Linked DNA regions of Hordeum vulgare: region 1 is linked to region 2. A link is a contact called in public Hi-C data. All regions are on one chromosome and are shown on one strand. Each heading gives the region's core, a stretch centred on a gene start, on an enhancer-like site or on the middle of the called end of the contact. The rest is flanking DNA. Distances are from core to core; before and after follow the strand shown.

Evidence for each region. A called contact is a pair of places that touch in the nucleus more often than the background predicts.
Region 1: a contact with region 2 is called in a Hi-C map of seedling, with 5 times the contacts expected there. The contact joins the promoter of LOC123397735 here to the promoter of LOC123397704 in region 2. A contact is called at or near these places in 2 of 6 Hi-C or Micro-C datasets (leaf and seedling).

What each region holds. Positions count from the first base shown.
Region 1 is chr5H:350,505,041-350,509,521 of MorexV3_pseudomolecules_assembly, reverse strand. It overlaps LOC123397735 (kinesin-like protein KIN-4A), which reads right to left and starts at 1,472. Exons shown (of 25, transcript XM_045092271.1): 1 at 569-1,472. The coding sequence starts at 691.
Region 2 is chr5H:349,939,086-349,943,667 of MorexV3_pseudomolecules_assembly, reverse strand. It overlaps LOC123397704 (receptor like protein kinase S.2), which reads left to right and starts at 1,615. Exons shown (of 1, transcript XM_045092240.1): 1 at 1,615-4,582. The coding sequence starts at 1,846. The coding sequence ends at 4,398.

The DNA.
Region 1 (4,481 bases), core at 223-2,722, 570 kb before region 2:
CTCCAGAAAGGAGAAGGGAAAAAGGGGGCCGCCCATCCCTGTCACGGGGTGCTAAATCGGGAAAGCAAGCAAGCAACCGAGATTCTCGCCGCCGAATTCGAGATGTTCTTCATGGCCGGAATTGAGGTGGATCGGTTGGTTTCTTGTGATGTGAGGTTGGCTGTTCTTGAGTCGGACGGTCAGAGAGAAGAAACAGAGGAGGTGAAAAAAGTATTCTTCTTTTGTTTATTTCTTGGCGAAATCTGGTGCTGCAATCCTCAAACTTGGGTGGAAAATGTCAAATCCGATCTCTGAATTTCAGGAAACCGAATAAAAAAAACGCAGCCGTATGGTTTCTCTTTCCTTTTTTTTTGTAATATAAGAAAACACAAGAGAATTTATCGTACTGGCAGAATTGGATTGAGCAGTCAATCAATCTATCTATCTAGTCTCTGAACTGAGACATGTACTGCCACCAGTGAAGAAACCAGAAACAAGAAAGAGAGGGGGGAAACACAAACACAAACATTCCATCAGGAAAAAAGCCTAGTAAATTGAGTGAAGAAAGAAGAAGAAAGCTCGGTGTTACCTGCGGCTTGCCGGGCACGACGGTGACGCAGTCCTTACAGCCCTGCAGCTTCTCGTCGCCGATGAGCGGGCGGGCGTGGACCGCCACCTTGACGCAGCAATCCTCGCCGTGCTCCATTGTCATCTCGGCTGCTGCCACCGATCATACAACAACAACAACCACCACCACAAGCAGGGACGCGACGACGCACCAACCGAGAAGAAGGTGTGCTGTTGGGAATGCGGCCGGGTTTTCTTTTCCTCTCTTGCAACAAGGCAATAAGACAAGGCAGGAGGGAGGGAGGGAGGGAGGGGAGGAGTGAAGCAAGGATTAAAGGGAAGGGAAGAGGAGATGGCGACCGGTGAGTAACAGCAGCGGCCACTACTAGCGCCGATCAATCCTCCTGCCCCTGCCACACCATCATCATGGTTTCTTGGGTTGTACTGCAATCCCTCTCTCTAGTCTCTACCCGTGGATGGATGGATGGAGCCGGGGGATTCAGATGGAGATGGGTTTCAGGTGGATGGTGCGTGGTAAAAAGGGAAAAAGGAGAAAGCAAAGCTCCGGGGGAACTTGACCCTCACTCCTGCGCAAGCGAGCAAGCAAGCGAAGCCCAACCACTTCCACTTCCACCACCGGCACGGCACACCGCCGCTCCCTGCCTCCCTCGCTGATCCAACCGCCGCGGCTCCACCGATCTCTACAAATGCTGCTGCTCTTGCTCCGAGAAAGCCAGGCCAATCTTGGGACTTGGATCTTGCTGTGCTGGGTGGTGGTGTTCTTGGGATGGAGGGAGGGATGATGGAACGGGAGGGCGTTTGGTGGTGAGTGGAAATGCAAATGGAGGAGGAGGACGATCGATGTGCTGTGCTGTGCTGGGCTGGGTGTGTAGGTGGGGGTGTGTGTGAGGCTGAGGCCTCCCCTTTAACCAATTATTAATCTTTCTTCCCTTGGCCTTGGCGCTTTCTTTTTCTGCTTTTGGTGAGGGCCGGGGGTGAGAGGAGAGTGCTGCTGCTGCCGCCGCCTGCGAACGAACCGTGAATTCTGTGATTGTTACCACTGTCTGTGTCCATCTGCCTGTCCCTGCAACAAGGACGCCCCATCTCCATGGTTGTTAGCCAGCCACCGCACTCCGCTCCTATAACAGCTGAAAAATATAGGAGTATATATGCTCCTGCCCTGCCCGATGCGTATGATTTTGCAGGCGCCATGTCTCCCTGCCTGCCCCTTGAGGGGTACTCATTTTTACGTGCAAAAATCATGCTACTACCAATTTCAGGAGCTTTGAAATCTGAGTTTAATTGGAACGTCATTGCTCCTAAAACCACTCTCTCCCTTCTTTCATGCAAGCACTTTATACTAGTATTACCTGTTCAAGCACAAAAAAAATGCGGGCAACCTATTCAAGTTTTTCATGTGGTTCCTGCCAGATGGAAGCGTTCCTACTCTCCCTAAAGAGCCGCGTGGGTATATATTGATCGAGGCAGGAAGAGCCCCTTGCCGTGGCATACAAGGTATACCCAATCGCTAGGATATGGGTTCGGTTAGAGATAGAGATAGATACAGGAGGAGGAGGAGATAAGTAGTTGAGATTACAATATATCTCTAAGTCTAACACCCTTCCTTAATCTCAACTATCCTACATTAAGACTCTTCTTGAATTCCTCGGATGGCTTGACTGGCAAGGCTTTAGTGAATCCATCTGCAACTTGATCTCTGGAAGGAATGAAGGGTATGTCTAACTTCTTTTCTGCAACCATTTCTCTGACAAAATGAAAGTCAATTTCTATATGCTTTGTTCTGCCATGAAATATTGGATTTGCATAGAGATATATGGCTCCTAGATTGTCACACCACAAACATGACACATGATGTTGTTTAACTCCTAACTCATTTAGCAATGATTCGAGCCAAATGATTTCAACAGTTTCATTAGCCAATGATTTATATTCACCTTCAGTACTTGACATGGATACTGTGGCTTGTTTCCTAGCACTCCAAGAGATGAGGTTAGAACCAAAGAATACTGCAAATCCTCCAGTTAACCTTGTATCATCACTGCATCCTGTCCAGTCAGCATCAGAGAAGGCACTAACAAGAGTGCAATTGGAACATTTAACTTGGAGACCTAAGCTCACAAAATGCTTTATGTACCGTACAATTCTTTTAACGGCTACCCAATGTACACTAGTAGGTGCATGAAGATACTGACAAACCTTGTTAACAGCAAAGGAAATATCAGGTCTTGTTACTGTCAAGTACTGTAGGGCTCCTACTGCACTCCTGTATTTTGTGATCTCTTCTTCTTTCAGTGGCTCACCTTCAAATGCTGAGAGTTTCTCTGAAGAGGATAATGGTGTGGGTGAAGGCTTACAGTCTTTCATCCCCATACGAACTAGAAGTTCAGTGGCATATTTTTCTTGATTCAATACTATGCCATCTTGAATCTTCTTTACCTCAATGCCCAAGAAGAAGTGTAGATCATCAAGATCCTTTAATGCAAATTCTGAGCTTAAATCATGCAAAAGGGCATTAGTGGCACTTTGTGAAGAGCTTGCAACTATAATGTCATCAACATATACTGATACAAATATAGTTGTGTTTGCCTTGTTATAAATGAACAAATAAGTGTCAACTTTGGATGCAACAAAGCCTAGGCGCTTTAACTGAGAGCTTAACCTTGAGTACCATGCCCTTGGTGCTTGTTTGAAGCCATAGAGCGCTTTATCAAGCTTGCATACATAATGAGGTACCTTCTTGTCAACATACCCAAGTGGTTGTCTTATGTAAACCTCCTCTTCCAGAACATCATGCAAAAACGCGTTTTGAACATCTAGCTGTCTCAAACTCCATCCCCTAGACACAGATATAGCTAACACAAGTCTAATAGTTGCAGCTTTAACAACGGGACTGAAAGTATCCTCATAGTCCAAACCATATCGTTGCTTGAAGCCTTTTGCAACCAAGCGAGCTTTATACCTGTCAATGGGGCCATCTGCTTTTCTTTTGATTCTATAAACCCACTTACAGTCAATAATATTTATACCTCTCTATTCTGGTACAAGATGCCAAGTCTTGTTTCTCATGAGCGCTGAATATTCTTCATCCATTGCATTTTTCCATTTTGGATCTCCTAGTGCATCCTCCAATTTTCCTGGTTCTCCTGCGATACATAACATGCCATATGGAATAGTACCATCAGTTCGGACTTTTGGATTTTTTATACCTTTTTGCGACCGAGTCATGACACGTGAAGTTGTAACTGGTTGAGGTTGACTTCGTCGTGTGCGTGCTGATTGTGCCACAGGAGATGGTGCAGGAAGCTCGGGCACAGGAGATCCTCAGAGATTCTCAGGTTCGCTTTCCACAGCAGATCCAGAACTTAGTTGTGTGGCCTGAGGTGTGTCTGATTCATCAGAGAAGATGGCCGCAGAAGATCCGCCGCTGCTGGTCGCGCGCAGCGCGCACAGGACATGGATCCCGACGCCCCCCCCCCCCGAATCTGCTGTCGCTGCCGCTGCGGGCCCGCGTGTGGGACGCGGTGCGGGACGGGGATTCCCGTCTAGATGTGGTGACGTGGCGGCGGCCAACTGGCGCGGCGCGAGGACACTGTCGGGCGCGTGGTTCGGTGCGGTGGTCAGACGCATGGGAGTTTCAGGTGACTCCGGATCCGCCTCGTGCTCCGTGCCAGCTTTGTCCTCTTCTACTGCATGAAATATAAGCTCGTTTTCTCCAAAGTTTTAATCATTTTCTCCACCATTTTCTGCACCACTTGCTGCTGTAGAATCCTGCACACACGGAGACACATTCCTGCTAGTAGGATCATCAGTTGGATTAGTACAATTGTCGCCCCCATGATCAGAATTTTGGAGATGTGGTGGAAGGAGAAGGATTTCTTGTTTGAGAAGTGCTCCGGCATTGGGATGAAGGGATT
Region 2 (4,582 bases), core at 366-2,865:
CGTTTAAGTATACGTGTATTTTTGTTAACTGACGTCTGTGACGTTCGTAAATAGATTGATCCATTCAATCGTCCGTTGAGGATTTTTTTCTAAAAAATCTACATTTTTTTTAAATATGGATAAACTTTTTTAAATTTCAACGAAATTTTTTCAAGATTGAAGAATTTTTTTCTGAAAATAAATGAACCTTTTTCTAAAATATGACGATGTGGAACCACTTCGTTGTGAGCACTTGGCTCTAACCATCCGGCCATGACCCGATTTGTGTAATTATATTACAGCCCAACATTTTATTGTGTATGTCAGTTTGGTTTTTTTGCTTCTTCTTTTCTATCATTCCTTTTTGTTTTCTTTAATGTGCCTTTTAATAAAATCCATGAAGCTTTTTATTTTGGCTTTTAAAAAAAATGAGTGTTTTAAAACCAACGGGCTTTTCTTTTAAATCAATGAACTCTTTCCAAATTTGATGAACTATTTTAAAATTTTGTGAACCTTTTCCAAAATCGGTTAATTCCTTTTCAAGTTTGATTAACTTTTTTAAGACTGGACAAACTTTTTTCAAAATCAATGGTTTTTTTCAACTTTGATGAACTTTTTCTAATTCGGTAAATTTTTTTTTTCAAATTTGTTGAATTGTTTTCCTATTCGATGAACGTTTTTCAAATTCAATGAAAATTTTCAAATTAGGTGAACTTTAAAAAAAATCATGATCTTTTTTAAAATCTGTGAAAATTTTAAATTCACAATTCTTTTTGTTAATTACGAGTTTTTCATTTTCTTTCATATTTAATCAACAACTGACTGAAGTGAGCCCCCCACCGGTGATCGATGGAGCAAACCCACCAAGCGCTCGCTTATATGGTCTAGCCGACGGGGTGATGGTGCGTGGGCGTCAGCTAGGGAAATTGACACTTGCAACGCTAATTAGGAGCTCCCCGAAAAACATGGAAGCAGATGAAATTTTTGCTCAATGACTAGGGCTTGTCTCACCGTTGGACCCTGTTAAAGAATTCATCCGATTAATCAGTTAACTTGTCGATTAATCTCTATTTATAGGGTCACCGAGTAGCCAATAAACTTATAGTTCGTCCGATTAATTCTTTAAGATTATTAATCACCTACACGCCAGCTAACCGAGCAGCTACGAGTTAACGATTTCCTTAACAATGTTGCTGGAATGTAAATTTGAGCGATTTCCACGCCTTGACGAAAAAAACCTCTAATAATTAAATAATGACAAACGTTGAAACGCATTGCTAGAACCGGCTTATTGTACCATAGGAGACATCGTAAATAATGGCTAGCGTTGAAACAAACCCCTAGCGAGCACCGGCTTGACACAATCATACCACAGGAGACGGTAGGAGAAGTGTGTCGTCGTGTTCCACCCGGCCGGCCCGTGACCTCACCGGCCGGCACCACCAAAACCCATGTGAAAATACGTGGCCGGAAAACCATTCTCCGATCGCGCGGCCTCTCCCTTTCAACGAGCACCCCCCACCTGCCATCCAAGTCAACCGAGTGAGCCACCCACCATGAATGAGCTGCATGCCACCACCCGAGCTACCTAGGCCAACTCCTTATGCTTAGCCGTCGCACGCCACACTAAACCTATCGCCGCGCCTAAACCAAAGTCCTCTTGTCATCTTGTGTCACCTTTCCTATCCTATCCCACCTGCCCCCCACCGCTCCGTGGCCACGCGCGCGCGCGCACTCGCCATTCCATTCCCCACTGATCAAGACCTCCACCGGCAACTTTAAACGCCGCACGCTCGCGGGCACCATTAATTATGCCCGGCTGACATCCCCCTGACACGCACGTACCATCTCCCGCCCAACGCGTCCATGTCGCTCCGCCGGCTGTGCTTCGTGCTGCCCATGGACGGGGACGAGGTCCTCGCGGCCTCGGCTGACGACCACGACGACGACGATGCCCGGCGGCGCCCCGGGGAGAAGCTGAGCTCGTACGTCCGCGACAAGGTCGGCCGCGCGCTCTCCTGCCTCCGCTGCGGCTGCCACGACTCCCGGTCCGCGAAGATGAGCTTCGAGGACATGGACGGCGTGTACGAGGTCGGCGCGAGGAAGATCAGAGGCGCGACGGGGCCCAGGGTGTTCAGCTACTCCGAGCTCTACATCGGGACCAGCGGCTTCAGTGACCAAGAGGTCCTCGGCAGCGGCGGTTTCGGCCGGGTGTACCGCGCCATGCTGCCAAGCGATGGCACCACGGTGGCCGTCAAGTGCGTGGCCAGCGTCGGCGTCGACCGCTTCGAGAAGTCGTTCCTGGCGGAGCTGGCCGCGGTTGCCCGGCTGCGGCACCGCAACCTCGTGCGCCTCCGCGGGTGGTGCGTCCGGGACGAGGAGGAGCTGCTTCTCGTGTACGACTACATGCCCAACCGCAGCCTCGACCGCCTCCTCTTCGCGCCGGCCTCGGCTGCGCCCGCGCTCGGCTGGGACCGGCGGCGCCGCATCGTGGCCGGCCTCGCCGCCGCGCTGCTCTACCTGCACGAGCAGCTCGACACGCAGATCATCCACCGGGACGTCAAGACCAGCAACGTCATGCTTGATTCCGAGTACAACGCTCGGCTTGGCGACTTCGGCCTCGCCCGCTGGCTTGAGCACACCGTGGAGGACGCGCCGCCCACGAAAAAGCTCGAGCTGCTGCCGTCGCCGCCATCCGTTCGGTCGACGTCGTCCTTTTCTTCCTCAGCCAACTACCAGTTCCGGCTGATCGACACGAGCAGGATCGGCGGCACCATCGGGTACCTCCCTCCGGAGAGTTTCCAGCGCAGGGGCGGGGCCACGGCCAAGTCCGACGTTTTCAGCTTCGGGATTGTGCTATTGGAGGTGGCCACCGGACGTCGGGCGGTCGATCTGGCCTACCCAGACGACCAAATCTTCATGCTGGATTGGGTACGCCGGCTGTCCGACGAGGGAAAGCTGCTCAAAGCCGGTGACCGCAAGCTGCCGGAAGGCGCGCGCGCCATGTTCGACATGGGCCGGTTCATCCACCTCGGCCTCCTCTGCTCGCTGCATGACCCGAGGGCTCGTCCTACCATGAAGTGGGTGGTGGAGAACATCTCCGGCAGCTGCTCCGGCGACCTCCCGGCGCTTCCGTCCTTCTTAGCACTCCCAAAGTACATCTCTCTCACCTCATCCTCCTCTGACTCCGGTACATCGACAACAATCGCCGGCACGAACAGCACAGCCACCTCTGCCTCGTCGACGAAGCACATGTACGCCACAGCGGCTGGTACCACCATTTACCTCACTGCTGAAGACGGCAGGTCGCCCACCGGCGGCTCGGGTGAGAATAAGAGCGGCAACAGCCAGCGATCGTCGCCGCGGCCAGCGGTGGCGGTTCCAACTGTGGACACTCCGCGTGAGATATCGTACAAGGAGATCGTGGAGATTACCAACGACTTCTCCGAGTCGCAGGTGGTGGCGGAGCTGGACTTCGGGACAGGGTACGAGGGCTTCTTGGACAACGGCAATGGCGGGCGCGTCCACGTCCTCGTGAAGCGGCTGGGCATGAAGACGTGCCCGGCGCTGCGCGTCCGGTTCGCCAACGAGCTCTGCAACCTGGCCAAGCTGAGGCACCGGAACCTGGTGCAGCTGCGCGGGTGGTGCACGGACCATGGCGAGATGCTCGTCGTCTACGACCACTCCCCGGGGAACCTCTTGAGCCACCACCTCATCGTCCGGCACAGCAATTCTGAGATACTCTCGTGGCGCCACAGGTACGGCATCGTGAGGGCGCTGGCGTCCGCCGTGCTGTACCTGCACGAGGAGTGGGACGAGCAGGTCATCCACCGCAACATCACATCGGCGGCGGTGTTCCTGGACCCGGACCGGAGCCCGCGGCTGGGCAGCTTCGCGCTCGCCGAGTTCCTGTCAAGAAACGAGCACAATAACCCCCACGTGGTTTTGCCCACCGGCTCAGGCTCGGCGCGGGGCATCTTCGGGTACATGTCGCCGGAGTACATGGAGACCGGCGAGGCCACCACGATGGCCGACGTGTACAGCTTCGGGGTGGTGGTTCTCGAGGTCGTGACCGGCGCGATGGCGGTGGACATGAGGTCGCCGGAGGTGCTCCTCGTAAGGAAGGTGCAGGTCGGCCAGGAGCAGGACGTCCGTGACGTGGAGGCGCTCGCGGACAGGCGGCTGGACGACAGGTTCGACCGGCGAGAGCTGGTGCGGCTGGCGAAGCTGGGCATCGCGTGCACGCGGTCGGACCCGGCGGCGCGGCCGACCATGAGGAAAATCGTGAGCATTCTGGACGGCAACGACGAGGTGCTGAGCAAGTTCGAGCGGGCGATGGAGAGCAGGGAGGACTGGGAGAGGAAGAACGCGGCGGCTCTGTCCTTGGTCCGGAGATTGCAGGCTCTTGGCATACACTGAAACATGCACCGCAGCTAATGTACTCTGAGAATTTACAATCCTGAGAAGAGGCTGTCATATGTTTCTTTGTTGATATGCAATTTTTTTTGGCGCATTTTGTGTGGATACTAATACTGTACGTGTGATTTTGTGGTGAGAGTAGCTATATAGCTCAGTTCACAATATTGATAAGTGTCTCGGTAAG